Regions from separate parts of the Mus musculus genome. Here all the other regions are linked to region 6. A link is a contact called in public HiCAR-type and promoter capture Hi-C data. All regions are on one chromosome and are shown on one strand. The core of a region is the stretch at or near the end of the contact, and the rest is flanking DNA. Distances in the headings are between cores, read along the strand shown. Region 1 has its middle 41 kb from the start of Pgrmc2. Region 2 holds the start of Hspa4l (heat shock protein 4 like). Region 3 has its middle 19 kb from the start of Pgrmc2. Region 4 holds the start of Mfsd8 (major facilitator superfamily domain containing 8). Region 5 holds the start of Plk4 (polo like kinase 4). Region 6 holds the start of Sclt1 (sodium channel and clathrin linker 1). Region 7 holds the start of Abhd18 (abhydrolase domain containing 18).

What was found. Promoter capture Hi-C pulls out the DNA fragments that hold promoters and counts their contacts. HiCAR-type assays count read pairs that join an accessible place to other places. Capture Hi-C pulls out chosen DNA fragments and counts their contacts.
Region 1: a contact with region 6 is called in a HiCAR-type map of astrocytes, with 2.5 times the contacts expected there. The contact joins the enhancer-like site here to the promoter of Sclt1 in region 6. A contact is called at or near these places in 2 of 39 promoter capture datasets (embryonic stem cells and hippocampal neurons), 2 of 115 datasets of contacts at active chromatin or transcription factors (astrocytes and pancreatic cancer cells) and 3 of 9 other capture datasets (embryonic stem cells, liver and macrophages).
Region 2: a contact with region 6 is called in a promoter capture Hi-C map of pre-B cells, with 7 times the contacts expected there. The contact joins the promoter of Hspa4l here to the promoter of Sclt1 in region 6. A contact is called at or near these places in 4 of 39 promoter capture datasets (embryonic stem cells, liver, neutrophils and 1 more), 2 of 484 Hi-C or Micro-C datasets (CD4 T cells and muscle stem cells) and 2 of 9 other capture datasets (adipose tissue and liver).
Region 3: a promoter capture Hi-C map of liver shows a contact between it and region 6, with 2.0 times the contacts expected there. The contact joins the enhancer-like site here to the promoter of Sclt1 in region 6. A contact is called at or near these places in 5 of 39 promoter capture datasets (the 3T3-L1 cell line, hematopoietic stem and progenitor cells, liver and 1 more), 1 of 484 Hi-C or Micro-C datasets (hematopoietic stem and progenitor cells) and 2 of 9 other capture datasets (adipose tissue and liver).
Region 4: a contact with region 6 is called in a promoter capture Hi-C map of adipose tissue, with 7 times the contacts expected there. The contact joins the promoter of Mfsd8 here to the promoter of Sclt1 in region 6. A contact is called at or near these places in 3 of 39 promoter capture datasets (embryonic stem cells, liver and pre-B cells), 3 of 115 datasets of contacts at active chromatin or transcription factors (astrocytes, extraembryonic endoderm stem cells and pancreatic cancer cells) and 3 of 9 other capture datasets (adipose tissue, liver and macrophages).
Region 5: a promoter capture Hi-C map of pre-B cells shows a contact between it and region 6. The contact joins the promoter of Plk4 here to the promoter of Sclt1 in region 6. A contact is called at or near these places in 7 of 39 promoter capture datasets (the 3T3-L1 cell line, the C10 cell line, cranial neural crest and 4 more), 7 of 484 Hi-C or Micro-C datasets (CD4 T cells, CD8 T cells, LSK cells and 4 more), 8 of 115 datasets of contacts at active chromatin or transcription factors (astrocytes, bone marrow-derived macrophages, embryonic stem cells and 5 more) and 2 of 9 other capture datasets (adipose tissue and liver).
Region 7: a promoter capture Hi-C map of adipose tissue shows a contact between it and region 6, with 5 times the contacts expected there. The contact joins the promoter of Abhd18 here to the promoter of Sclt1 in region 6. A contact is called at or near these places in 4 of 39 promoter capture datasets (embryonic stem cells, frontonasal cranial neural crest, hippocampal neurons and 1 more), 4 of 115 datasets of contacts at active chromatin or transcription factors (astrocytes, cardiomyocytes, epiblast stem cells and 1 more) and 2 of 9 other capture datasets (adipose tissue and liver).

The regions. Positions count from the first base shown.
Region 1 is chr3:41,121,749-41,125,423 of GRCm38.p6, reverse strand. No RefSeq gene overlaps it. Among named protein-coding and RNA genes, the nearest start is that of Pgrmc2, 41 kb to the right of the region's middle. Within about 2 kb of position 1,528, at least 20 of the 459 cell types and tissues checked have an H3K27ac peak or open chromatin away from gene starts, as enhancers often do. A contact at or near this core is called in astrocytes, where this site is marked.
Region 2 is chr3:40,743,531-40,747,617 of GRCm38.p6, reverse strand. It overlaps Hspa4l (heat shock protein 4 like), which reads right to left and starts at 2,005. Exons shown (of 19, transcript NM_011020.3): 1 at 1,834-2,005. The coding sequence starts at 1,940.
Region 3 is chr3:41,100,431-41,104,143 of GRCm38.p6, reverse strand. No RefSeq gene overlaps it. Among named protein-coding and RNA genes, the nearest start is that of Pgrmc2, 19 kb to the right of the region's middle. Within about 2 kb of position 1,978, at least 14 of the 459 cell types and tissues checked have an H3K27ac peak or open chromatin away from gene starts, as enhancers often do. A contact at or near this core is called in adipose tissue and liver, where this site is marked.
Region 4 is chr3:40,845,432-40,849,230 of GRCm38.p6, reverse strand. Mfsd8 (major facilitator superfamily domain containing 8) reads left to right here and starts at 2,377. Exons shown (of 12, transcript NM_028140.5): 1 at 2,377-2,590. The coding sequence starts at 2,526. It also overlaps the pseudogene Gm2011.
Region 5 is chr3:40,797,862-40,801,712 of GRCm38.p6, reverse strand. It overlaps Plk4 (polo like kinase 4), which reads right to left and starts at 1,762. Exons shown (of 16, transcript NM_011495.2): 1 at 1,430-1,762; 2 at 618-713. The coding sequence starts at 1,459.
Region 6 is chr3:41,740,131-41,744,074 of GRCm38.p6, reverse strand. Sclt1 (sodium channel and clathrin linker 1) reads left to right here and starts at 1,561. Exons shown (of 21, transcript NM_001081411.1): 1 at 1,561-2,080. The coding sequence starts at 2,047. It overlaps D3Ertd751e (DNA segment, Chr 3, ERATO Doi 751, expressed), which reads right to left and starts at 1,457. Exons shown (of 6, transcript NM_001099785.1): 1 at 1,386-1,457.
Region 7 is chr3:40,892,575-40,896,189 of GRCm38.p6, reverse strand. Abhd18 (abhydrolase domain containing 18) reads right to left here and starts at 1,931. Exons shown (of 13, transcript NM_026622.4): 1 at 1,747-1,931. 6430590A07Rik (RIKEN cDNA 6430590A07 gene) reads left to right here and starts at 2,086. Exons shown (of 3, transcript NR_166482.1): 1 at 2,086-2,242.

The DNA of each region.
Region 1 (3,675 bases), core at 279-2,778, 620 kb after region 6:
AATTCCAGACTCACTAGGGGATCATGGTTTTGAAACACTGGCTTAATTCAGCCACCAAAACAGCCCCTTTTTGTCCTGATCCTCTTCCTTGCACTGTCCCTGTCACAGTAGGAGAGAACTGAGGAAGCAGGGTCCTTATTCATACCCATAGGCTTGTTTACAGCCTCTATCTGCTGTCTCCAAATCCCCTTTCAAAGACCACAGCCTTATTAATAACATCGCTAAAGAGGCCTTACCAGGCTTTCCTAGTACTCCAGACAATTTTTAGCCCCGTGGCTCTTCCCAATTTAAAAACAAAATGAATCTCGCAAACAGAATTGAAATGTCAAATTTTACTACCATCTGGATTTGAAGACTGCAAAGAAAACTCGGTTCGGGGTGTTTTATTTTTGTAGCCAGAGTGAATGTATTACAGTACATTTGTTTTCAGACCATTTACCTCTCAATGTCTTTGCATGTCACTCCGGGGGAATAAGGTACTGAAGTGAAAAAGAAGAAGCCATCCAGAAAATTCCAAGAAGAACCTATAACGTTCAGTCGTTCCAGCCAAAATAATGAAGGTTCATCTTCATCGTCATCACGAGGATAAACCTGATGTGTTCACTGACTAAATTTAGAGCCATGAATGTGGATTAACAACTCGGTTCAGCTCCTCTGAGGGGTTACAATCCGATACATGAAGAGACATAAAGGATATAGGAGCAGCTTAACAAAGCCTTTATGTCTCTTCATCCATTTAAAGCGTGAGGCAGCTATGGTGCCTCCAGGGTAGGAGAAAGAATAGCAGTGTCTGAGATCAATTAGGTGAGATGAACCTGTCACAGGAGAGCGATGGTGAGCCATGAGCTGAAGTCATTCTTATCATGCATGCACAACAAGACCTCACCTTCGGCAGGAGCCCCGAAACTGGAACATATAAAAATATCAATTCTCTTAAGAGCAGCAAAGGGGGCAGTCAAAGGCTACGCACAAAACTTGAAAGACATGGAGACTTAAACCCCGAAAAGCTTTAAGTTTTTTAGGAGCACTGCAGGAGTCAAAGATGGGACCTGTAGCACAAAAATAATGCTTACACTGGATTTTGGCAATCTGCTTCATTTCCTCCCACTCCACGCACCCTTATATGTGGGGAGCTAGTCATGGTGAAATAAATGGGTGGAAGAGATGACCCAGGTCCCACCAGAGCTCCGGGAGGACACGGAAGACTGTCGCGGGCTCCCACAGAGTCTCCACAGGATGGGCGTCCGGCCCGGTTAAGCCTCTGAACCCCCGGTCCGGGAAGTGGGGAAGGCTCAGTCTCAGCTCTGACTCTCAGGCACCACAGACCGCTGGGTACCACAGGAGAGTTAGCGCTGGGATCACTGGGCTTCATGGAGGAAGAGCTGAGAACAAAATGGGGACCCCCCAGGGGCAGCTCCGTCATCCCCGGGGCCGAAGGGAAGGGAGAAGGGGCACAGTGGAAGGAGCTGGGTGGTTTCTGGGCAAGCGAGAGTCTGGCTAGCTCAGACTGGTAGCTCAGCAGGTGGCTTGGGTTGCCTGGTGGCCATGGCTAGAGTGCAGGGAGGCCTTCCCCAGCGGGAGGTTAGATGCCTGGCAGCTCCTTAGAGAGAAACCTGCTCCATTGCTCTAGCCCAGCAGATCCTGGTGAGAAGAGAATGCTCCTATTGTTGCGGACTGCCTATCCACAGAACTTTTTGCATCTTCTGAAAGGGCCACTATGCAGCAACTGAGGAGTGCTTCCCCTTTTCCTCTCTCCTCAGCTCCTAAAAAGACCAATTTTTCTTTATGTATGAATCTGACAATCCTAGGTACCTCATGGAGATAGAACAGTACAATATTTGCCATTTGTATCTGGATTGTCTCACTCAGCGTACCAGATGGCCTCATGTAGTAGCATGTGTCAAAACTTTGCATCTTTGTAAAGCTGAATAGTTCATATATGCATGGATACACACACACACACACACACACACACACACACACACACACACAGAGCCAGCATATTTTGTGTATCTGTTCCCTTATTTGTGTGCACTGGGCTTTGATCCCACCCACTAGCTATTGTGAATGAGGCTGCTGTGGATGTAGGTTCGTTATCCGTTTGAGGCTTTGCTTTCAGTTCTTTTGGAAACAGCTAAACGTGGCATTTCCGGAGCAGAGTCTATCTTTAATTTGGGGGAACAACAGACAGCTTTTCTTGGGCTGTGCAGTTTTGCATTCCTCCCAACAAAGCTAGAAGTTTGTAATTTCTCTGTATCCTCACCGACACATGTTATTTTCTGGCTTTTGAAACAACCAGCCTCCCAATAAGCAGGAACTTTATCTTATTGTGGGTTTGATATTCATTCCCTGAGTTTATTGCCCATTTATGTATCTTCTTTGCAGAAATGTTTACCCAGGACTTTGCCCCTGTTGAAATTTATTTTATATTATAGAGTTTTAGGAATATTTTTTACAAGTCTGGAGACTACTCCCTTTTCAGATATATGACCTGTGTGGCTGCTCATTGTTATTGCCAAATCCTCTGGGACTGGATTTGAAGCAACCTAGGAAACCAACCTCTTAGCGTGTCAATAAACGCTCTCTCAGAGGGGAGACCCAGGCTGAATGTGAACAGTACCGTCCCGTGACCAGGATCCTGGACTGAATAAAAGAAGAAAGCAATGAAGCTTACCTCTGCTTCCTGACTGCAGATGCTATGTGACCAGCCACCTCACACTCCTGTCACCAACACCACTACTACCCCACCACCGCCTGCCTGGCATGATGGGCTGTATCTCTTCTTAACCCAGGAGCCAACTAAACCCTTTCTTCATGGAGTTGTTTTTGACAAATATTTTATCACAGCATTGAGAAAATCCATTCCATGATTTTCTTCTCTTACCCTGTTGATAATGGCCTTTGGTGTGGATATAGATTTTAAAATATCAGGCATACTAAAGTACCAGGCACAGTGTGATACTGGAGAGAAGTTTAGGAAACCTCCTGTCTACTGAGAGTATGAGGGCTGTCTCATCCATTCATTTCCTTGACAGTTGCTCCTCTGTGCTCCAGTGAGCAATAGTGAACAGAACACACAAGTCCCTAGCCCCGAGGAGCTCCCATTGCAATGGCAGTCATGCAGTAACATCTAGTTGACAGATAAAAAGATAAGGCAGAATCTAGGAGGGACCCAATAGTGGAATATAAAGTAGAAGAATGACAAAGCGGGGACGGGTCTCTCTAGGGACAAGAAATGGTCTGCCTGAATGTCCTGATGAGATGAGGATGTGATGCTAAGGAAAAGAATGAAGGCACCAATACCAGGGCAGGGAGTTCAGCAAGACTAGTGTGTGGTGGCCACACACTAGGAGCCTGGTTGACTGCCAAGAACAGTGGGAGAAGAAGCCCCTTTCTTTTGGCAACAACAGCATAAATTTTTTTGTTTCAAGTTAGGAATTTGGGGCCTGTCAGGTAGCAATACCTTCTAAGAATACTAGTTTGCTAGAATACTTTCTCAGTGAGCTTAGGTATTGCTCTCAGCTTCACTGACAACAGTGAACTACTAACCCTGCTTTCCAGCAATTCTGGAACTCCTGGACTTTCTAGCATCTTCCAATAAGCCTTACCTCTACCTAATTTGGCTGAACTGCCAGGAGTAGATTCTGTTGCTCCCAAACAACGTTATTGACTAGA
Region 2 (4,087 bases), core at 756-3,255, 1.0 Mb after region 6:
CATAGGCTAAAAAGACTATTAATGGTATGTGAGATATCACAAGTGTATATACCTATTATGTAATATCAGATTCCTCACCCTAAGATCAAGATCAAAGAAGTGACTGGGGAACCGTTTTGTTTTGTTTTGTATTAATACTTGAAGATTTTAGAGCAGTCTTAGGTTTGGCTATGTTACAGTTTGTACTATCAGCCCTTAAAACCCCCTAAACAAATTTAAATGAAAGAACAAAAATAGCAAATATGGGCATTGATTATTTGTCTGAAGCAAAATAATCTCAAAAGTCCGCAGTAGTTTTCATCCACTGAATGTTACTCCTCAAACACATGAAACCCAACCCCAAATCTACAAAGTAAAAGTAAACAAAAAGGTACTTATTGTAACATCTGCAAAAATAAAATATGAGCAACCTGAAAGCAGAATATGGGATGGAATTAATGATTATACAAACACTAAAACAATGGAATAGAAATACCTTACATAGAGGTTAGTTAACATAACGTCAAGTTTTCTACTTTAGAAACAAATAGAAAACTACCTAAAAGTCTTATTTTTGGATAGAATTTTAATTTTTAATTTTGCCTCTTCATGTACCTATATTTCTAAGTTTAATAATTTTTCATAATATATACTTAATAAATTAATAAATCATGAGTAAATTATTGGTCCTGGAATTATGGTGGTTATGTGGCTAATGTTCACATTTGTTTATCTAGAATTTCAATAGAGATGTGATGGGTCAATCTAGAAAAAGAGGAGGCCTAAAACATTGCAGACTACATTTGGAAAGAAATCAAAGCATTCTGTATTCACTAAAGCTACTCTGAAACATACTGTCACATTCTTAAACTACTAGAACTATTTTAACCTCATCATTTAAAGATGGTTTTACACTGATCTTGGCTGAATTAGTTTAATTTAAAAATATAGTATGGATCATTCATCTTTCCAAAAAAAAAAAAAAACACATGAACAAAATTTTCCTCATCAAATTATAGGTGAACAAGAGTGTACAAAGAGTTTTTTCTTGTGCAAGTATTAGTTGTGTTCTTTGCCAACAAACTTTCCAGAAAGGAGAAAGAAGTGAACGTGTGGACACACGTTTCCATGACATAATGCTACATAGTCTTTCATCAAGAGTTCATAATGGAAACACTCCACAATCCTGTTTACACAGGATCGTTGCCTCTGACTCACCAACAATTCACTCTGTAGACACGCACTTTGGGTAGTAGCTTCTAACAACGGCAATTTCCACTAACTGAAAGATACTGCCAATGTACAGCTAAGATTCCCATTGTCCGAGTCTCATAGTGAATGCACCGTTAACCTAATCCCTCCGGAAACTGGTCAGATCATCTCAAATTCTCAAGGACACCACCTCATCTCTCCTTTCTATAAACACACAGACAGATAAATAAATAAATAAAGCCAATGACTTCTAGTGTTAGGAAAACTGCCCTTCGTTTTCTTAGGTGTGCAATAACCAGGGGTCACTTTTCTGAGAAAGCTGTCGCTCAGGAGATGGGGGAGGGAGGGCAGAATGCAGAGCTCTAGCCGACTTCCTAGTACAGGATAATCCCAGGTCACCCCTCTCTGGTTGCCTCAGACCTTTCTTCCCTGTCCAGGACGCCATGCCGAGGTGGCCCCCCCATGGCCTCCTGCAGCCCAACGCAGGGGCCCCAGGGTCAGGGATGTCTGCGGCAAGCAGAGATGAGGCGAGCCGAGCAGCCAGAGGGAAGCCCCTGCCCTCCTCGTCTGGCTGTAGACGCTGCACCTGTCACAGGGGGCGTCCCGGGCCCCACCCCAGGAAAGGGGGCGTGCGGCACTTACGGCGTGCACCTGTCGCTGTACTCGTTGGCGATGGTCTCGATGCCGCCGCTCCTCGCTACAGCGATGTAGCAGTTGAGGAAGCCGAGGTCAATGCCCACCACCGACATCCCGCTTAAGGCTCGGGCTGCGGAGACCGCGTCCCGCTGCGGGTCCCCACTGCGGGCGCTGCGACTCCTGCGAGAAGCAAAGGAGAGGACCCACTCTCTATCGGAAAATCTAGGGCAGGGCGTCGGAACTGCGGAGGTGGAGCCGCCCGCCTGAGCCGCGCCGCCTCCGCCCGGCCCGCCGCCTAGTCTCCACTGCGGTTCGCCGCCCCCAACCGGCAGTTACTGCGGTCTGCGCCTGCGCGCTCGGCCCCGGGAGGCGCGAGCCACCGGTCGGCTGAGGCTGGGCGGCCTCGCCCTCGGCCGCTCCCGTCAGCGCTCGGCAACGGCTCGCTGCGGAGTGGCAGGTTCGAGAAAGAGCTGGAAAGAGGGAGGGGAGGCCGCGGAGCCGCGGGGCAGGGCGGGGCGGGACGGGGCGGGGCAGCGGTCGGGCGACGCCTGGGGGGGGGGGGCGAAGCCGTCTCCCGGCAACGCCGGGGCAGCGGTGTCTCGCGGACGCTCTTCTAAGCGCCGCCCTCCTAGCAGCGCCTCCCTCCTCCGCGTTGCTCTCCGCAGCACCGCTCGCTCTGGCCGCCCGCATCCTCCCAGGGTCCCCGAGAGCCACAGCCTGGGATCTCACCGCCGGCCTCGCAGCCCCGAGGGGCCGCCCGCGTGCGGCTCGTGCTGAGGCTCCTCCTGCAGCCCCTCTGTGAGGTGGTGCCCATTGTGCGGTGCCAGGGTCGCCCGCTTCTCAGAGCTACCCTGCTGCGCCCGGTCCCAACCTGTCACCTTCCTCCATGAAAAAGTGGTTTTCTAGGCCCTGGCCTGCTTGCCCAGGGAGCTTCAGAGAAGAAGCCTGCCTTGTGAGGAGGCGTGCTGCCTGTGTGCACTTGAACAAGTTTTAGCTCATGCTTACGAAGTCTGGCGGTCCTGGTCCTTTCCATGCACATCCCAGTGTGAATTTGGCTCTTTTTTATCCAGCCCCTGTGTCCCACGTTCCTTAGGGTCCAGTTCTTCATGTATCTGTGGGCTCTTCTTATCTAGTTCTTCATGTACATTCTGACCCTTCTCGTCCAGTTCCTGTGTCTGGTGACCCTTCTCATCCAATTCCTTGTGTAATCCCTCTTCCAGCTCGTCCAAGTTTTTGTGTGCTTCCTGTTTCACCTTGGAATTTGACACGGAATTTTTATCCGCATATTCAGTACTCTCATAGTCCGTATTTGTGCTCCTTCTTAAGTTACTCAATCGCTTCACTATTAACACTGCTGTTAGGGCGGCAGCAGCAAGTGTGGCAATAGCCCCCGCTGTTGCTATAATGAATACAAAATACATTTTAGGAACTATACCAAGTCAACTGGGACGCCACTATTGTTCCAACTCTAGTGTCTCTAAAGAATCTTTTTTGACTTCAGAGTCTGCAGGGGGCATGCTCTGACCCACTCAGCACTTTCTTAGGAGACCACCTACCTTGGCTTCCCAGCAGGCTGTGCGCACACAGAGCAGGGATTGGATGCTTCTGGCCCCTCAGAACTCTGGGTCTCAGTGGCTTCCACTACTAAGTTGCCCCATTTAGCCATTATCCTAAGGGATAATGATCTGCCGCTGGCTAGATTTATTCCTGGATATCTTGAAGCTCTCCTAGGACCACGAATTTCATTTTATTTGTGTATGATGTTTTTGGAATCTCACGTGTAAAAATTTTTTTTCCTATTAAACCCTTAAAATATTAAGTAAAAAGAAGGCATTGATGCCAGGAACAAAGAGTTCTGATTCTTTACAGCTAACAGGAGGAAATGAGTACTTAGTAGTTAAAACAGGACAAGCACTTGGAAGTTACATGGATTCATGTAGTAACCCCAGGCATACATAACCTTTACTGCCTCTAGGACCTTTGGCAATTACTTTCCAAGCCGTGGGCTCAGTGTCTCTTAAGATAATATTACTCCCTGGACTGTTTTCAGGCTAAATGTAAACACAGCATTTATGCATGACATCAACATGTCAATATAACTATGCTTAGCTGCTATTGGAATATAAGGATAATGGTAATTTATATTGATCCTGTAGCTAGGAAACTTGCTGCACTCTATTGTAGATTCTGGTTCTTTTAGCTTATTGGACCCTCTCGGTTTCAAAACATATAGCCTGTGAAGGACCTCCTTCATTTTGTC
Region 3 (3,713 bases), core at 729-3,228, 640 kb after region 6:
GCAGCCCCACTGGAGAGACTCCAGAACTCCCCATGATTTAGCTGCCCATCGAGAACCAGCAATAAGGCACAGCTTCCCTGAGCGTGTTCTGAGAACTCAATAGCAGGCATTCAAAGCACTTAGAACCCGTTGCACAGGAATTTCCATTAATGCTGATAAGCTTCTTACTATTGTGTAATAAAATAACTACTTACATCTTTCAGTTCAGTGGAAGGATATGTAATTCAGCCTTGCAGCCTACCTCAGAGAGGTGTCTCAAAGCAGGATTTCATGCAAATGTGCTCTGGAGAACAGGTCTTTGCTCTGAGCATATTCCATCACAGGTCGTAAGCAGAAGGGTTGGCAGATCTCCCCCCAAGCCTCATCAAAGTTCTGCTACTAACAATTCCAAGTTTCATTTAGTATACGGGGTAATTAATAGGTGGGAGGAGGGGTCAAGAGAGTCACTGTCTTATGCTGTTGCTGAAAACCTCTAGGAGAGCCAAACCAAAGAGTAGCTAAATATGCCACTTAGGCGGGGGAGACAGCTCACTCAGTAAGGCAAGTACAAGCTCCTGAGTTTGATATCCAGAACCCACATTAGAAAACCAGGTCGGGGCATGGGGGCAAGGCGCTGGAGAGAAGGCTCCGTGTTTAAGAATGTTTGCTGCTCTTCCAGAGGACCTGAGCTTGATTTCCAGCACTCACGCTGGGTGGCTCACAACTGCTCCAACCCCATCTCAGTAGGAATCCAATGCTTCTGGTCTCTTCAAGCACCTGCACTCATTGTGCACATACCCCCAACCTATGCAAGCACGCGCGCGCACACACACACACACACACACACTATTAAAAATAAGTTTGGGGGGGATCATTCTCTCTACATAGCCCTGGCTGTCCTGGAATTCACTATGTAGACCAGGCTGGACTAAAGAATGCATTTTTTTAAAAAAAGGTAAGTGTGGTAGCACATGCTTACAATCCCAATACTGTGGAGGCAAAGACAGGCATATCCCTGGGACTCACTGACTAGCCTGCCGAGCCAAGTCAGGGATCTTCAGATTCAGTGAGAGATCCCATCTCAAATAGAAATGAATGAATGGTAGGCAGTATGTGAGGAATGAAGTTGGTCTCTAACCTCCACATACATGTGTATCACACACACATGAATACACATATACATGCCTGTGGTGGTTTGACTAGAAATGGCCCCTATAGACTTGTGTGTTTGAATGCTTGACCATAAGGAGTGACACTATTAGGAGGTGTGACCTTGTTGGAGTAGGTGTGGCCTTGTTGGAAGAAATGTGTCACTGTGGGGGATGGGCTTTGAGCTCTCCTATGCTCAAGCTATGTCCAATGTGGACCCTTTTGCTGCTTCTAGATCCAGATGTAGAACTCTCAGCTCCTTCTCCAGCACCATGCCTGCCTGGATGCTACCATGCTTCCCGCCATGATGATAATGAACTAAACCTCTGAAACTGTAAGCCAGCCTCAATTCAATGTTGTCCTTTATGAGTTGCCTTGGTCATGGTATCTCTTCACAGCAATGAAACCCTAACTAAGACCTTGACCAAATAAATAAATAATCTCCTTAATGAATATCTAAGCTTTGTTTCTAGACTCCTAGAGAAGGAGCCAGTGCTTGCTCTGTCATTCACTAGCATTCAGTACAAGATTTTTATTTCTTAGAGCAAAATCTCTTAATGCGGGGACAGCCTGGTGAGTAGACTTAGACATTTGTGGCATGGTAAGACAAGACTTTTAACTTTCAACCAATAAAAAATGAAGTACCACTCTTTCTTCCACTCAAGCCCAAGCAAGCTTTCACCTTTACCCACAGAGATAAGAGCCTGCATCAAAGGTCCATCGGTCGATGGATGAAAAGGTCTGGAATAAGGAAAATCCACGGCACCCGACTGAGCTGCACAGTGTCTGCTCTGCTCCGGGACAGACTCCCTCCTCTGCTGGGGTGGATCCTGCATTGGCAGGTGATTCTATTGGTCTCTTGACAACTCACCCGACAGAGAGTGGCCAGGCAGTGCCCTGCTGGAGAGACAAAGGGCAGGGAGAAAGAGATTCCTATTTCCTTGGCTTTCTTGGCTGAATGCCATATCAACACAATTCCAAGAGCAGCCAACTTCGGTAACACTGTGAACCCTGGCCCTAGTGGTGTGATTCAAGAGCCCTACGGCCCAGATTACTACTTGGTCTCCTCTAAAAGTGCCTGGAAGCTTACACTTTCTTCGATTCTTTCTTTCTACCAGCTTCCTAAAGCCAACAAACCTAGATGAGAGTCACTGAGTTATGTCTATTGTTTCTTGGATTGGCCGAGATTAAAAGGGAACGACTTTTTGTGTGTGTGTGAAGGGCTATTAATATCCACCAGCTCTCCAACACATGGTGACCATCTAGTGTCTTGCAGCTTAGTGTGGAAATCCTTGACTTGAGGTGGTAAATTATAGCCCCTTCATCACCAGCACTACCAAGAAAAAGCAGCTGCTTGATACCATGGTGCCCAAGTTCTGAAATCATGAACTGAAACTGGTAAAAGTCAGCAAATTACAGCTAGTGGGTAGCTACTGGGAAACACTAGCACTAGGATGCACACAGGCATCCTAGCCCCTTCCCACACACTCACATGCCTGGCCAAGAAGAGAAATTCTACCAAGCCATAGAATTTTCCATGAAGTTTTATTGTACTTTTCCTTCATCATTGTTTTAATATGCCTGTGATAAACTAGCATTTGCTAATGCGTGACCTGCTATTCCCTCATGACTATTTGTTTAAAAAAGTATTGCTTAAGGACAATTGGGTCAGTTTACTAACACTTTTACTCATGAAGATGTTATCATCGGACACAATCATTTGTCAGAAACTTTCATTCACAGAAATAATAAATTACAATTTCAGAAAAAAAATGATGTGTATTAACTGTTTTGGGATAGGGTCTCTTGCATCTCAAGCTGAATGTGAATTCAGTATGTATCCATGGATAACCTTGAGTTTCTGAGAGTCCTGCATCTGTCTTCCAAGTTTTGGGTAAGATTCCAATGTGTATTACCACCCCTCATTTATAAGGTACTTGAAGACTGAATCCAGCACCTTGTATGTTCTAGGCAAGCACTCAACCAACGCAATCACATCCCCAACCCAAGCTGTCCTTCTTTTTATGTAAACTTTACCCCTGAGGATTTTCTTACAGTAACAGAAAGCTAACACAGCACATGGAAATACTTAACTAAAAATACTAAGTCGGGGTGGGGGAGACCTAAGCATTTCAAGAACTACATAAGTAATAATTTACATTTATGTAAATTAACACTCATGCCTCAATAAAACTTTAGGATCTTTATTCTTTTAAAAGCTCTTATTTTGAGACAATTTCAAACTATGAAAATGTTGATGTATTCCCAGCATGGAAAAATACTTTATGGCATATAAAAAAATAAATGACTATTAAAGTAGCAGCAGGAATTTTGGAAAATGTAAAATATGCCATATAAGTCTCTGAAATAAAGGGAGAGGAAGGTTGCAGTTGAGGGTCTTAAAAACCAAGATGGACAGGTGAGGCCAGCTCCCTGGGCACATCCTAGGGGTGGCTTCAGGCTCTGCCATTTTGTTTACACCTGGACTGAAGCCAGGGCTTCTGGAAATTGGCCCCTTCTCCCCAAGATAGCAGGGCACTTGGACAGAAATGCACAGTTGGAACGACCTTATGGATCTTTTACAT
Region 4 (3,799 bases), core at 1,128-3,627, 900 kb after region 6:
TTTTGATCCTCTGCAAGAGCCATAAGTGCTTTTAAGGTCTGGATCAACTCTCCAGCCCATGTCACACATTAAAATCTCTCTAGCTCGCTCTCTCTCTGTCTCTCTGTCTCTCTGTCTCTGTCTCTGTCTCTCACACACACACACACACACACACACACACACACACCAGCTATTCTTAGGCTACTGATTTAATTGCTTTTATACTGAAGAAGAGTAGGAAAATAAGTGGGAGGGATGTAACTATTCTAAAAAATCATTGAAGAAAACCCAACAAGGGGTTGGATGTATAGCTCAGTTGATAACTTTCCCGTTAAACACTTGAAAGGTTTAGTGGAATTCCTAGCATCACCAAAAGAGAAAAGGGGGTAGAGTGGGGGGACAAATACCTAAGTCCCCAATTTTTGAGTAATACATTCAGAGAGGTTTAGTCTCTTCAACTTTGACTCTTTTTTCTTGGTGGACTATTTAAAAAATATAAAACAAAACAATACAAACAAAAACCACTGTTTGTCCTCCCCCATGTTGCTTTGATTGCTACCTTTGATATGTTTCTGAGTTTATTTAGACTTTAGGAGTTGTCTGTGTCCTCACTGAATGTGTTTTTGTTGTCTGAATTCATCACTTGGAGACAGTAATGGAAAGACCTGAGTTTCCCCACTTAGCTGTGTGACCTTGAGTGAGCCACCTCAACTGGAAAGTAGAAAACTATACTTGGCCTAATACAGAGCAACAAATTATTTCATTTAAATAAACACTAAATACTTGCTTTGCTATTAGGAAATATGAGAAAATATTCTTGATATTCTGTTTACAGGAAACCTGGTGGTAAACAGCACAGGTTTTGTTGTTAGAGGAGTCCTGTTTCTTGAATTCAAGCTACTGTTGGTTAGCTCTGTAGCCCTCTGCCATCTTCCTATTCTCTCTGCCTTTCACTTCTTTGTCTACTTGAGTCAATCTCTCTCCTCTTTAGAAAACCATTGTAGGGATGAAATGAGGACCCGAATAAGAATAAAATTTCTTTCAACATATACCAAATTGTACTTGATGGAATGCTAGTTAAATTTTTCTTCCTCTATTACATATGAGTCACAAATTGTGCAACTGTCCAGGGATTAGAAATGACAACCATAACACAGGAAGAATATTGAGGTTAAAAAAAAGGACTTTATTTTCTACCCATCTGTAGTCTTGGAACCAATAACGAGAATCTCCTTGTTTCTGTTACTATAGATAAATGTGCAGGACTGAATACAATGAAGTATCTAATAATCAGGATTGGATTCAAAGATAATTAACAGAAGACATTTCAAGTTTAACAGTTCTCTAGTAGGGTATGCCTGATTGGCTGCACATGAGATGATCACAAATGAAAGATCAAAGGAGAGGAGATGGGAATACCACACAACAGAGAGCTCCTGAGGCAGGACAAACGCTAAGCGTTCAAGGAGTTCAAGAATTGAGACTGGGCCCCAACTCTGAGAGATTCCGGGTAACTTATCTCGACCTCCGGTCTTGATCAGATAGATAAGTATCTGCTTTACCCGTGTCCTAGGAGAGATGTGATCCAATGAAATCACATGACAATCTTATCTATAGTTAAGAAAACATTACTTTAGGAGACACACGATGACTTCTAGCAGCAATTAGCTGACAAGTCCAATGGCAGGGACAGAGACTAGGAAGTCAACAGTATCTGAGTCTGTTGAGTGTTTATGTTCCTGGTGCTGAAAGCAGCGGGTTGGAGCTAAGCAGGCTTTGCCTAGGGGCTGGTTTTTTGCAAAGTTGAGGTTCTGGGGCCCGGAACCAGCGAGGTTGTAGCCTCCTCAGACCCGACCTTCAGTCCCCTCAAGTGAGGAGCCGGCGGGGGCATCAGTGTCTGGCTGCCATCAGCCGCGACTTCCAAGTCTCTCAGGAGCGGAGTCAGGGGTATAACAGCGGCTGCCTACCATCAGCCTCATCCTCAGTCCCTTTCAGGTGAGGCGCTGATGGCCAGCAGGGTTGGGTCACAGGGGTCCCCAACGCCCTCTGTCGGACAGGACACTGCTGCCTTCATGCCGCCTTGCACGTAAGCAGATGACAGAGGCTGTTACTTACAGGCCGCTCGCCGAGGCACACCTGAAGGGGAACTCGCCAAGCCTCTGGCCACCACCGCTCTCCACGCTTAAGGCACCGGACTTTCGCCTCAGCTCGGACAGCAGAGAGCTGAATCTGCTCAGGTACAAAACAGCAGGCGAGCTGCCAGCCAGCCTGACAGGGAGGACGTCCTCGGGGCGGGGCGTGGCGTCCGCGGGACACGCCCCCAGAGGCCGGCTCTGGCCTTGCTCCACCTCTTCCGGCCTTCTCTCTGTTTGCCACCACCGCCTCCTGCAGGGCCCACACACTTCACATTTCCCTTCGGCTGCCGGTCCGCTTCCGGCCTCACGGCGCGCAAGCGCACTCGTAGGAGTGTTTTGACAGCTCCGGGCCTGGAGAAGGAGCAGGTGTCGCGAGAGTGGGCAGCGCGCCGCCTAGCGAGAGCTGGAATTATGGCGAACCTGGGAAGTGAGGCCGAGCGGGAGCCCCTCTTGGGCCCGGGATCACCCGGAAGCAGGTGAGCAGGCGGGTGGGACTAGCTGGGAACAGTGAGTCCACTGTCCGGACCCGAAACCCGGCTGCACATGCGCATGCCCAGCAACGCCTTCGGAGCCGCTTAGGACAGGCTCCGGGATAATGGCGTGTACTTGGGAATAGAGGAGAATCTTGGTGCTTGGAGAACTTGTGTACCTAGAAAGCTGGGCAGGGGGATGCTTCACAAAGGTCACAGCAGTTTCACATTGTAGCCCTTGTGCTGTGTGTCTTAAGCATCTGCCTGAATCCTGTTATGGTAATTCCTTCTTGCTTGAGAGCTTCTTTTTCTTCACTATTTTTCCTTTGTTTTGTATGAAGAAACCTAAGCTGCCTCCTTTACAGCAGACACTGCATTCTGTTGACCCTGTGTAGCTGTCCACTGTCACAAAAGCCCCAAATGGTGGTTTTAACCGACACTCAAGAGCTAAACTTGAGTTAGACTTTTCCTAACCTGCCTAATAACGTCTTCATATTTTGCAAATAAACCCACTTAAAATGACTCACATTTGCTCAGTATCACATGTCCAAAATAAAGACACCTTTAAGCGTTTCATTAGTATTTTCATCCTTGTAATTCTCATTTTGATCCTAATTTATGAGCACTAATTTAGAAAAGTTGGGCTTGTCTTACTGTAGCAATATGTATTCTTACTTTTACGAAGCAATAAGTATTATTTCATCGAGTCTTTTATTTGAAGCGCAGTGTGTGTTTTATTAGGTTCATTTTTTGAGGGGGAACGGGTGGCACATGCATCATGCTTTGTACAGAGGCCAGAGGATGGATTACAATTTTATGTTTCTTGATTTTTATCTTGAGGTGATTAAAATAAGTAGCAGTGTTGACATTTGTTTTAAAAGAGCTGCATCCCCCAGGCCTGTTGAGACCTTCGAAGCTGTTGGCTTCTGCCCTGCTTTTTGCTGTGCCGCAATCCTTTTGGAGTTCTTACAGCTCTATAGTTGCCCTGCGTATTCCACGCCTAGAAGAGGCCATCCCTCTTCTCCCTTTTGAAATCTGTCAGCAACCCTCATTTATGTTACCTGCAACTCCTGCCAACAACTTTTTTTCTTCCAGGCTTGTTATTTGCCGGGACCCTGAAGTTATTTTTACTTACTGTAATTTTGTGCTTCTGATGTACAGGCTCTGCCAGGCTAGAGCTCCCTGTTAGTCACGTGCATAGGGCTGTGGCATTTC
Region 5 (3,851 bases), core at 513-3,012, 940 kb after region 6:
GAGAAAAGCACTCTACCACCTAGCTATACCCCTAAGCCCAGACAAAAGCTCAAACAACAACCTATAATTGTAAGAAGTCTTTTTTTTTTAATATAGTCTTTGAAGTCAGTTTACTCCTATCTGTGCTCTGCCCTCGACCTAACAGAGTACATTCCCAGTATGTCCAGTGCATTTATGTGATAGCAGAGATTGGCCCTGGAGTTAGGATTTTCTTTTTCCCAACTCTTCAGAACTGGGATCACAGGCTGACCATAATGGTATTCTTGGACCGTTACAGCCACAAATGAGCATATTATTATTATAAATTGCTGACTTCTCATTACCTTAAGTATTCATAGCAACAAAATGTACTGGTCTCCTGAACCCTAGTAAAGTATAAAACTTCACTTAAGCAAGGTTAAGAGTCTCTTAAATGTCCTTAAATTCAGATGCTGTACTTAACAGCTGTCTTTTGGTTATGCAATGTATTATGCAATTATTACAAATGCACACATTTGGCAGGGTGGCAAGGTGCAGTCTTTAGCAGATAATGAGTGGGACATTTTAAATAGCATGCCTTCATTGCTCTCTAGTACCTTGCAAAAATACTGAAGAAACAATAACTAATACATTCTTACCATTTTGATTGCAACTTCCAAACCAGTGTGTATGGACTCAGCTCTGTAGACACCAGCAAATGATCCTTTACCGAGTAGATTTCCAACCTTAAAGTCCTTTTAAAAAAAAAATTAAGGATTACACGTGAGGAATCGCAGATCTAGAAAGTAAGAAAGTTGGGTAGGGGATGGGATGTGAAATGGGCCAAAGAGAAAAGGAGACATGGTTCAAGCAGCTGCCACACCTCGATGATGCAGGTGTCTGGGGTGGAAGGCATCTTGACGCTCTGAGAGATTTTCTGAGCTCCCTCCCTGATGGAGGCTAAGGACTCTAATGAGCTGGTTAGCTCGGGTCCCTCCTCTGGCCCACCAGGTTCCCGCCGCAGCTCCCGCCACGGTAACCGCCATCCCCGGGGAGGGGGCAAGCGGAGCGCGGCTTTGGAGGCGGGAGTGCGGACCCGACGCCAAGGGACCAGGACCGGGCGGGGCCCGCAGCTGGAGACACACCTGCGGGGTACAAGGCGCTCCCCTCCGGGCGGGGCTCCAGGGGGCGGGTCGCTTCGCCTGTCCCTCGGCGATCAGCCCCGCCACCGCCACCGCGCCTGCCCGCCTCATCCCCGCTTTACTAGTGTCACTGAGCACCAGTGAGCGCCTGAGCCAGACTGGGCCTCAGCCTCAGCCCGCTAACCCGTCTGGTCTCCCGTGTGTTTGTGCCGAGCCACAATGGACCTCCCCTCAGCACTGCGCTCGGTTCACCTCAGCTCACTGGGTCCCGGAATACCAGAGTCCGCCTCCATCGGACCTTCCCTCAGCTCCGCGCCCGCCGGCCTCACCTCGATCCTCTCCCCGATGCACGCCGCCATGTTCCCGAGCCGCCGGCGCCCGGGGCTCGGCCTTCTCGCAGTCCCTCCGAGGCAGCGCTCCGAGAAGCCAGCAGGTCTTGGCGCCCATCAGGACGCCTTCTCTACGCCGCCGCTGGCGACGCCGCCAACGCCACCGAAAGGTACCCCCGGTACCTCCCGAGGCCTGGGCGGCGCCCCGGAGCTCCCATTTTGAAAAATTCCCGCCGGTCTCCGAACGAGCCAGCCTGGCGGTGACGTCAGCACACTCTCCACTTCTTAGAGGCGGAGACCGACACGCATGCGCAGCAGGGGCTTTCCCTCGCTCTAGGCCGGAAGTGGGTTTTAAGTTTGACGGAAAGCGGTCAGTGTACGACTGACCGTAGCGCGGACGCTAATAATAGGTTACGTTTTGACCTGAAGGATAATAGGGCTTTGGCTTCCCGCAGAAAGTCTTTTAAATAAGTGTGTAGGTTTGGCCTAAAGAGAACTAGGGGGAAAAGTCCATTACTTTCCTTAGAACAGCCCCGAACCCGCCAGCCCACCATGTACACCGTTGTGCCATTTTCCTTTTTTACAGCTATTAATGTGTGGTGCTTTAAGATGAACTGTATAGGGAAAACACCGACTCTAAAGTAAAAAAAGCCTGGGGATGTACCTAAGTGGTAAAATGCTTTCCAAGCGTGGACATGTCCTTGGGTTCTAGTTTCTTCTTTCCCAGCAACCCGCTGCCCGGACAGATATTAAAGGTTGGACACAGCGACGCACTGGGGTTGAGTCAGTCCATTCTTGGACTCTAAGGAGTTCCAGGCTAACCTGGGCTACCAATCTTACAAATTTATTTTGAGCCATATGTGAGTGACCTAGGCTAAGTCATTTTCCTCTAAAAATGTTTTGAAGAAAGAGTAGTGGTATGGATCTTTACATTAGTTGCTAGTAAATAATCCGACAGGGGTTTGCTTTTTAGCCTAATTGTTTTGAGATTTTTTAATCAGATGCAAAAAGATCCAAAGTAGTGACTTGTTTTCTGAAGATCCTCAATAGTGTGTTCTCTCTGTGTCTGTGTTTTATCTCAACTCCTAATAGTGTTCCAATCCAGGTCTAGATTGCTATCCCCAAATGCCAGTGATTCCAGGACAAGAAGTGAGGCAAGGAAAGATTCATTTGGAAAGACAGCAAATCAGAGATGATGGCACCTGGGTGGTCAGGGGGTCTATCAACAAAGATGAGTCGTCTTAGTGGGGGCCTGTGTCTCCAAGGGCAATTTATAGTTAGGAATAAGAGGAATAGGCTAGCGGGCACTTTTAAAAGGTTCTATGCTGAGTGAGGTCCTCATTTAGGACCTTTTTGTCTTTGGCTGCAGTATCCTTGAGACAATTAAGGCCAACCTCCACACATATTTAAATGAACACGTTATCCTGCAAGCAAGGCATCACTTCACAAGTTTCATGCTTTTCAGACACTGTGCACATCTCAGGGGTAGGAGATACCGACATAGTGAGTGAGACCTAGCTGCTGTGGGAGAGAGCCATATTTGCCTATCAGTACTCAATGCTGTCAGCTAGCCTCCTGTTATCCACGTCCAGGGGCTCTGATGCCACCTTCTGGCTCCTATCGACATAGCACTCATGTACACAAACCTATACTCACATAAACTCACGTTATAAAAATAAAATCTACAAACAAAAAAGCTGATCTCATGTACAGAACTTTCTCAAAGCTGTTTGAAAACAAAGCACCGTGCCTGCCGGATGGAGCTTGTGTGAAGATACTTTATAATGAACACGTAATTTACGTACACACAGGAATGATTGCACATCAAAAACAAAAACCTGCAATTTAATGGATTCATTTGTAGTTTAAGGAATGTTTACATTCATAGAAGCACTCTCAATTTTCAACATGATTTAACATTCTAGAATTCTAATTTCAAGCACACTGGCATATTAGAATTTCCCTTGCAGTGTCTTAATAGGCAAATAAGATTATTATGACTCAGGGTCATGCTATGCACCTCAGGCTGGCCTTGAATTCCAGAGCTAGATTTTAGATGTGTGCTACCCGATCTAGTTTCATAGATGATTTAGACTGTTGCTTAAAAGTCTTGCAGATGTCTTTGGTATTCCTGGGCTTTATTTTGTGGCCTCAGAGTTTTTGTAAATATTTCACATGTATTTAAAGTTTATCAGAGCCCATTAATAGTCTGTTGATATAAATCCATGCCCTCGTTACTTTTTGTTGCTTTATATATTTGCCTTGTGTTATCACTTCATTGTCAGCTGCAGTCTATGTTCTCAGACCTGTGTCAGAGCTCATATATATTTCTAATGAATTCTCTATAATCAAAGAATACCCTCTTTATGCTCTAAAGTTTTAATTTATACTACTCATATTTACAGAAACATTTTTTTAACCT
Region 6 (3,944 bases), core at 312-2,811:
GAAGTCACACTTGGCTTTCTTCACCCTAATATATTCCTACCAAATGTAGGAAAATCTTTTTGAGTCAATAAAAAATGTTCCTCAGAAAGTACCCTATAGTGAACCTAAAAAAGAAATGGAGCTTGCACAATCAGTGTGTTTTTTTTTTTTTTGTTACGTTTATGGCCACTAAAAACCAGACCGGGTTGAATTTTCACTGATTCAAAGCTAAACTAACCCTTTGCATGGCTAGTGCCAACACATACATATTTAGCAGCGACTCTTTTTAGAGGAATGAGGGTAACACTGTTGATACTGTTTTATGAGTACAAGATTACTAAACGTCTTCAACGGTTAAACAAAAAGCCAAACTTCATCCAGGGCATACATGCCTTTTGTTTTGTTTTTGTGTGTGTCCACGTGGGGGAGTACGTCTATAGCTGTGTATGGACTGAGCTTGAGGCAGAGTATCAGTGGGATGTCATTCTCAAAGGCTGTTCACCTTTTTTAACCTACCTTTATTTTCACCAGATATTATCAAACAGGAAAAAAAAATCTTATTAACATGCCTGATTTTACTTTTTGCGACAATGACTTACTGACTCTGGAGTCACTTTCAAATTTGTCTAGGCTGCTGGATAGAGAGCACCCTTTTCCCTCATCCTGTCTGCTCCTCTCAAGCACTACTATTAAAGGCCATTTAATCTTTAAATTAAAGGGGATTTGCTTGGCTTTTTATGTGGGTGCTGGGGAATTCCAGGCAAGCACTTCATAACCAAGCTATCTCAGGCCCTGAGCATATTTAAAGAAACTGTATTTCAATGCATAAAAATATAATCAATTAAAAGCCTCAAAAGCCAATGATAAACTTCAAGTGAGCATTTTTTTATCGCTAATGTCTTTTGCCCCCAATATTTTGTGTATGTTTTATGTTTCAAGCTTTACAGCTCAAATACTCATAATATCACTTCGTAAAACTGTGAACGGTAGTTTATGCCCCAGTACAAATTTCATTTTATTTTTGCAGAATTTTATCTTTCCTTAAATCCGAAGAAACATCTCTGAAATACCTGCTAGATTTGCAGGCTATCCTGGATCCTGACCAGGTGCCTTCTTGAAGCCACAGGGTTAAATATTGGACAATAGTTCTCTTTTCTAGGCACAAGAACCAGTTTCAGACCTAGGAGCGACAGCTCTAAACTGGGGGGCGGGGTGAGGGGACCTTGAGTCACCTCAGCCCGAGGACTCACAGACCTCTCTGCACAGACTCCCACAGACGCTTAGTGTCTGCAAAACCAAGACTCGGGGGTGGGCAATGAAAATCCCTACCTAGTTAGTGCCTGCTCCTATCACAGTTTCCATACAAAAAAAAAAAAATTAATTAAATTAAAAATGCGCCACACTACCTCAGACAGACACTCGCTGCGCCACTGCGGAAGGCGCCAAGCAACCCACTCAGCCCCCAACGCGGCCTCAGGGACCCGCCCACCGCCTGACAGATAGCCAATCACCTGCCTGCGCCTGAGACGGCGCAATGACGCCTACCGACGCACGCGTGATGACGGACGCGGCGTCACCGTCTCCAAGGAACGGTCTGGGGCACCGCTTTCAAAGTCGCAGGGCGGGCCGAGTGGACTCCGCGGCCGCTCCTGCTTTCCCGCGGCCCTGGCGTCGCCCCTCAGCCGGCGGGGACGCTGCCGCCCAGCCAGGCGCGTCGCAGGGTCATCCTCCCGCGCGGTCTGACGGGAACTCGGCGCCCTCCGGCCGCGCGCGGCTCCGCGGCCCTTCTCGTCCGGCCGGGTCCGGCCGAGCGCGGAACGGAGTCTGAGGCGCGTCGCCTGGGTTCCGCGGAGCGGCGGGCCGGGCTGCGCCGCCGCGTGAGTGGGATGCTGATGTCTCCGCGCCAGGGCTCGGCTGCCCCTGCGACCCCTTAGCTTTTTGTTTGCCCTCACAGCGGGAGGCTGCTTTTTTGTTGTTGTTCGATTGCTTGCTTGTTTGAGAAATACCTTCTTTCCCCCCTGCGAGGAATCGATAAACGTGATGAAAACTCCAAACTAAAATATCGAAATGGCCACAGAAATCGACTTACTGAGAGACCAAAGTAAGCGCGCTCTGTTCCCTGATGGAAAATTCATCTGTAAGGTGCAGTGTCGCTATCGTTGACCTACTAATGTGTTGTGAATGCTGGTCGGGTCCCAGCGTGAAAAATGTTAAAAACTTAAAAAGAAGTGCTCTGCACAAAATGCTTGGTGATGTACATGAGGCTATGTATGTACTTAACGAAGCTGAGACGCTAGTAAATACTTGTAGAATATTCCTTGAGCGTGCACTGGAGTCGGCCAGGCACGAAATAGATTTGTAATGCAATGCGTCTGTTGTGCTCGAAGAAACTGGAGGGCTGATGGCCAGGAAGAGTTTCCAAGCCTGCAGGTTAGGACCTCCAGGCATTGCTCAGGTCGTTAGTTTAAAAGATGTTGACCTATGTTTCATTACGTGCCAGGTGCTATACATGTAGCTGATGTAAGGAGATTCTTGTTCTCCAAGCATGTAGCTGGCAGAAGGAGATACATAAATACCAAAAATACACTGAAGCAGCAGCAACTGCCGACTCGTTTGCATCAGATTCCAAGTAGTTGATGGAATTATTGAGCAAACATTGAAATAGCATCTACTAACATGGAGCTAAACAAATATTGACTATTATGCGGTTATTAAACTACTTCCAGAGGAGATGCCATTTGGACAGAATCTTGACATACCACTATGTGTTTACTGATAAGAAAGGTTTAGGTGTCCAAATTATTGGCAACATTGAGGAATTGGTAGTAATGCTTTGTTTAAAAACAAGACAGTTGCCTTGAACACTACATAGAGGTTTATAGAGGAGTACAGTTCGTTAGCTGCAGTTGTAATCATAGGTAAGAAGGATACCTATAGGACCTAAGGAAGATGTAGAGATTGAAGGCTGAGAGATTTGAAAGAGAAAGAGAGAAACTCAGGTATTTTCTTGAGCTACAGAGAAGGTTGGGGAAACATGCTGAACTCTACATTGAGACCAGAAGTAAGGACATACTCTTTAGATTTGTTTCTGTACATATATTGCCTAGCTCTCACATTTTACAAGTTTGATCTTGGTCAAAATTCTTAGCTTCTCTGTGCCTATGGTTAATACATGTTAAATGCTCTGCTCCCCCACCCCCATACACACTATTTATAGTGTTGTGGGATATATGCATACATATGTATACGTTCCATGTGTGTGTGTGTTGACATTACAATAGCATTATTTCTTAAGCAAATGAGTAGGAAAAACCTCCCTCACTCTATAAAGATGGATAGATCACAATCTGAGTGATCATCGTAAATGAGTTTTGCTTGGTGGAGAGACACCTGAATTTTAGAAGATGAGTTTTAGAAGAATAAAGCAACTGTAATTCTTAAATAAAAATTGAGTCCCAAATCTGAGCAAGCCCAAGTAAGAGAATTTATTTTAATTGAAAACTGAATTGTAAGTCAGTAAAACACAAGGGAGAATGGAAGAAGAGATTCCCACATAGAAGCATCAGAGCTCAAGGGCTTGAAAGGTCAGGAAATGGAAGCATGGAATTTTAAGGTTTGTATGAAGAGCTAAGAATGAGTGTTAGGAATCTGTGAGCTTTTTCTGTTACTAGAACTTGTATGCTAGTTAAAGATGGGGGTTGTCCCACTAGCCATACCACCTACCACTGTTGAGATAAAGATGACTCTCCATCCTTCCATTTGCCTCTCATACTCTCTACTGATTGATTGATTGATTGTTCATTTGTTTTTTTCAAGCATTGTTTCTCTGTTTAACAGTTCCGAGTGTTCTGGAACTAGATTTTTAGACTACACTGGCCTTGAACACTGCTCCTTCTGCCTCAAGAATGTTGAGATTAAAGGCGTGTGCCACCATACCCAGCCTTCTACATTGACTAAAGTGGATC
Region 7 (3,615 bases), core at 682-3,181, 850 kb after region 6:
GGTAGAGTGGGGGGACAAATAGCCAACAAGTCCCCAATTTTTGGGTAATACATTTGGAAAGGTTTAATCTCTTCAACTTTGGCTCTTTTTTCTTGGTGTACTATTTAAAAACAAACAAAAATATAAAACAAAACAAAACAAACAAAAACCACTGTTGTCCTCCCCCATGTTGCTTTGATTGCTACCTTTGATATGTTTCTGAATTTATTTAGACTTTAGGACTTGTCTGTGTACTCACCAAATATGTTTTTGTTGTCTGAAGTCATCACTTGGAGACAGTAATGGAAAGACCCGAGTTTCCCCACTTAGCTGTGTGACCTTGAGTGAGCCACCTCAACTGGAAAGTAGAAAACTATACTTGGCCTAATACAGAGCAACAAATTATTTCATTTAAATAAACACTAAATACTTGCTTTGCTTTTCATATTAGGAAATATGAGAAGATATTCTTGATATTCTGTTTACAGGAAACCTGGTGGTAAACAGCACAGGTTTTGTTGTCAGAGGAGTCCTGTTTCTTGAATTCAAGCTACTGTTGGTTAGCTCTGTAGCCCTCCGCCATCTTCCTATTCTCTCTGCCTTTCACTTCTTTGTCTACTTGAGTCAATCTCTCTCCTCTTTAGAAAACCATTGTAGGGATGAAAGAGGGCCTGAATAAGAATAAGATTTCTTTCAACATACACCACATTCTACTTGATGGAATGCTAGTTAAAATTTTCTTCCTCTATTATATAAGAGTCTCAAATTGTGTCACTGTCCAGGGATTAGAAATGACAACCATAACATAGGAAGAATATCGAGGTTAAAAAAAGGACTTTATTTTCTACCCATCTTTAGTCTTGGAACCAATAACGAGAATCTCCTTGTTTCTGTTACTATAGATATATGTGCAGGACTGAATACAATGAAGTATCTAATAATCAGGATTGGATTCAAAGATAATTAACAGAAGACATTTCAAGTTTAACAGTTCTCTAGTAGAATATGCCTGATTGGCTGCACATGAGATGATCACAAATGAAAGATCAAAGGAGAGCAGATGGGAATACCACACAACAGAGAGCTCCTGAGGCAGGACAAATGCTAAGCGCTCAAGGAGTTCAAGAATTGAGACTGGGTCCCAACTCTGAGAGATTCCAGGTAACTTATCTCGACCTCAGGTCTTGATCAGATAGATAAGTATCTGCTTTACCCGTGTCCTAGGAGAGATGTGATCCAATGAAATCACATGACAATCTTATCTAGAGTTAAGAAAACATTACTTTAGGAGACACACGATGACTTCTAGCAGCAATTAGCTGACAAGTCCAATGGCAGGGACAGAGACTAGGAAGTCAACAGTATCTGAGTCTGTTGAGTGTTTATGTTCCTGGTGCTGAAAGCAGCGGGTTGGAGCTAAGCAGGCTTTGCCTAGGGGCTGGCTTTTTGCAAAGTTAAGGTTCTGGGGCCCGGAACCAGCGAGGTTGTAGCCTCCTCAGACCCGACCTTCAGTCCCCTCAAGTGAGGAGCCGGTGGGGGCATCAGTGTCTGGCTGCCATCAGCCGCGACCCCCAAGTCTCTTAGGAGCGGAGTCAGGGGTATAACAGCGGCTGCCTACCATCAGCCTCATCCTCAGTCCCTTTCAGGTGAGGCGCTGATGGCCAGCAGGGTTGGGCCACAGGGGTCCCCAACGCCCTCCCTCGAACCAGGGAACCGCTGCCTTCCTGTCGCCTTGCACGTACGCAGACGACAGAGGCTGTTACTTACAGGCCGCTCGCCGAGGCACACCTGAAGGGGAACTCGCCAAGCCTCTGGCCACCACCGCTCTCCACGCTTAAGGCACCGGACTTTCGCCTCAGCTCGGACAGCAGAGAGCTGAATCTGCTCAGGTACAAAACAGCAGGCGAGCTGCCAGCCAGCCTGACAGGGAGGACGTCCTCGGGGCGGGGCGTGGCGTCCGCGGGACACGCCCCCAGAGGCCGGCTCTGGCCTTGCTCCACCTCTTCCGGCCTGCTCTCTGTTTGCCACCACCGCCTCCTGCAGGGCCCACACGCTTCACACTTCCCTTAGGCTGCCGGTCCGCTTCCGGCCTCGCGGCGCGCACGCGCACTCATAGGAGTGTTTTGACAGCTCCGGGCCTGGAGAAGGAGCAGGTGTCGCGAGAGTGGGCAGCGCGCCGCCTAGCGAGAGCTGGAATTATGGCGAACCTGGGAAGTGAGGCTGAGCGGGAGCCCCTCTTGGGCCCGGGATCACCGGAAAGCAGGTGAGCAGGCGGGTGGGACTAGCTGGGAACAGTGAGTCCACTGTCCGGACCCGAAACCCGGCTGCACATGCGCATGCCCAGCAACGCCTTCGGAGCTGCTTAGGACAGGCTCCGGGATAATCGCGTGTACTTGGGAATAGAGGAGAATCTTGGTGCTTGGAGAACTTGTGTACCTAACAAAGCTGGGCAGGGGGATGCTTCACAAAGGTCACAGCAGTTTCACATTGTAGCCCTTGTGCTGTGTGTCTTAAGCATCTGCCTGAATCCTGTTATGGTAATTCCTTCCTCCTTGAGAATTTCTTTTTCTTCACTATTTTTCCTGTTTTGTATGAAAAAACCTAAGCTGCCTCTTTTACAGCAGACACTGCATTCTGTTGACCCTGTGTAGCTGTCCACTGTCACAAAAGCCCCAAATGGTGGTTTTAACCGACACTCAAGAGCTAAACTTGAGTTAGACTTTTCCTAACCTAATAACTTCTTCATATTTTGCAAATAAACCCACTTAAAATGACTCACACTTTGCTCAGTATCACAGGTCCAAAATAAACACACCTTTAAGCGTTTCATTAGTATTTTCATCCTTGTAATTCTCATTTTGATCCTTATTCATGAGCACTAATTTAGAAAAGTTGGGCTTGTCTTACTGTAGCAATATGTATTTTTACCTTTACGAAGCAGTAAGTATTATTTCATCGAGTCTTTTGTTTGAAGCGCAGTGTGTGTTTTATTAGGTTCATCTTTTGAGGGGGAACAGGTGGCACATGCATCATGGTTTGTACAGAGGCCAGAGGATGGATTACAATTTTATGTTTCTTGATTTTATCTTGAGGTGATTAAAATGAGTAGCAGTGTTGACATTTGTTTTAAAAGAGCTGCATCCCCCAGGCCTGTTGAGACCTTCGAAGCTGTTGGCTTCTGCCCTGCTTTTTGCTGTGCAGCCATCCTTTTGGAGTTCTTAAGCTCTGTAGTTGTCCTGCCTATTCCACGCCTAGAAGAGACCATCCCTCTTCTCCCTTTTGAAATCTGTCAGCAACCCTCATTTATGTTACCTGCAACTCCTGCCAACAACTTTTTTTCTTCCAGGCTTGTTATTTGCCGGGACCCTGAAGTTATTTTTACTTACTGTAATTTTGTGCTTCTGATGTACAGGCTCTGCCAGGCTAGAGCTCCCTGTTAGTCACATGCATAGGGCTGTGGCATTTCCATTTCCTAGCCTTCTTTGTGCTGCTTGCTTTTCTTCTGTTGTATTTCATGTCAGGCCTGTGTTTTCCAGAAAGAGCGTGGGATCCTTGAGTCATAGATGTACAGCTAACCATAGAAATATGATTTTGATTGAAATAAGCTTAAACACATTTTCTCTTACTTTTCTCTCC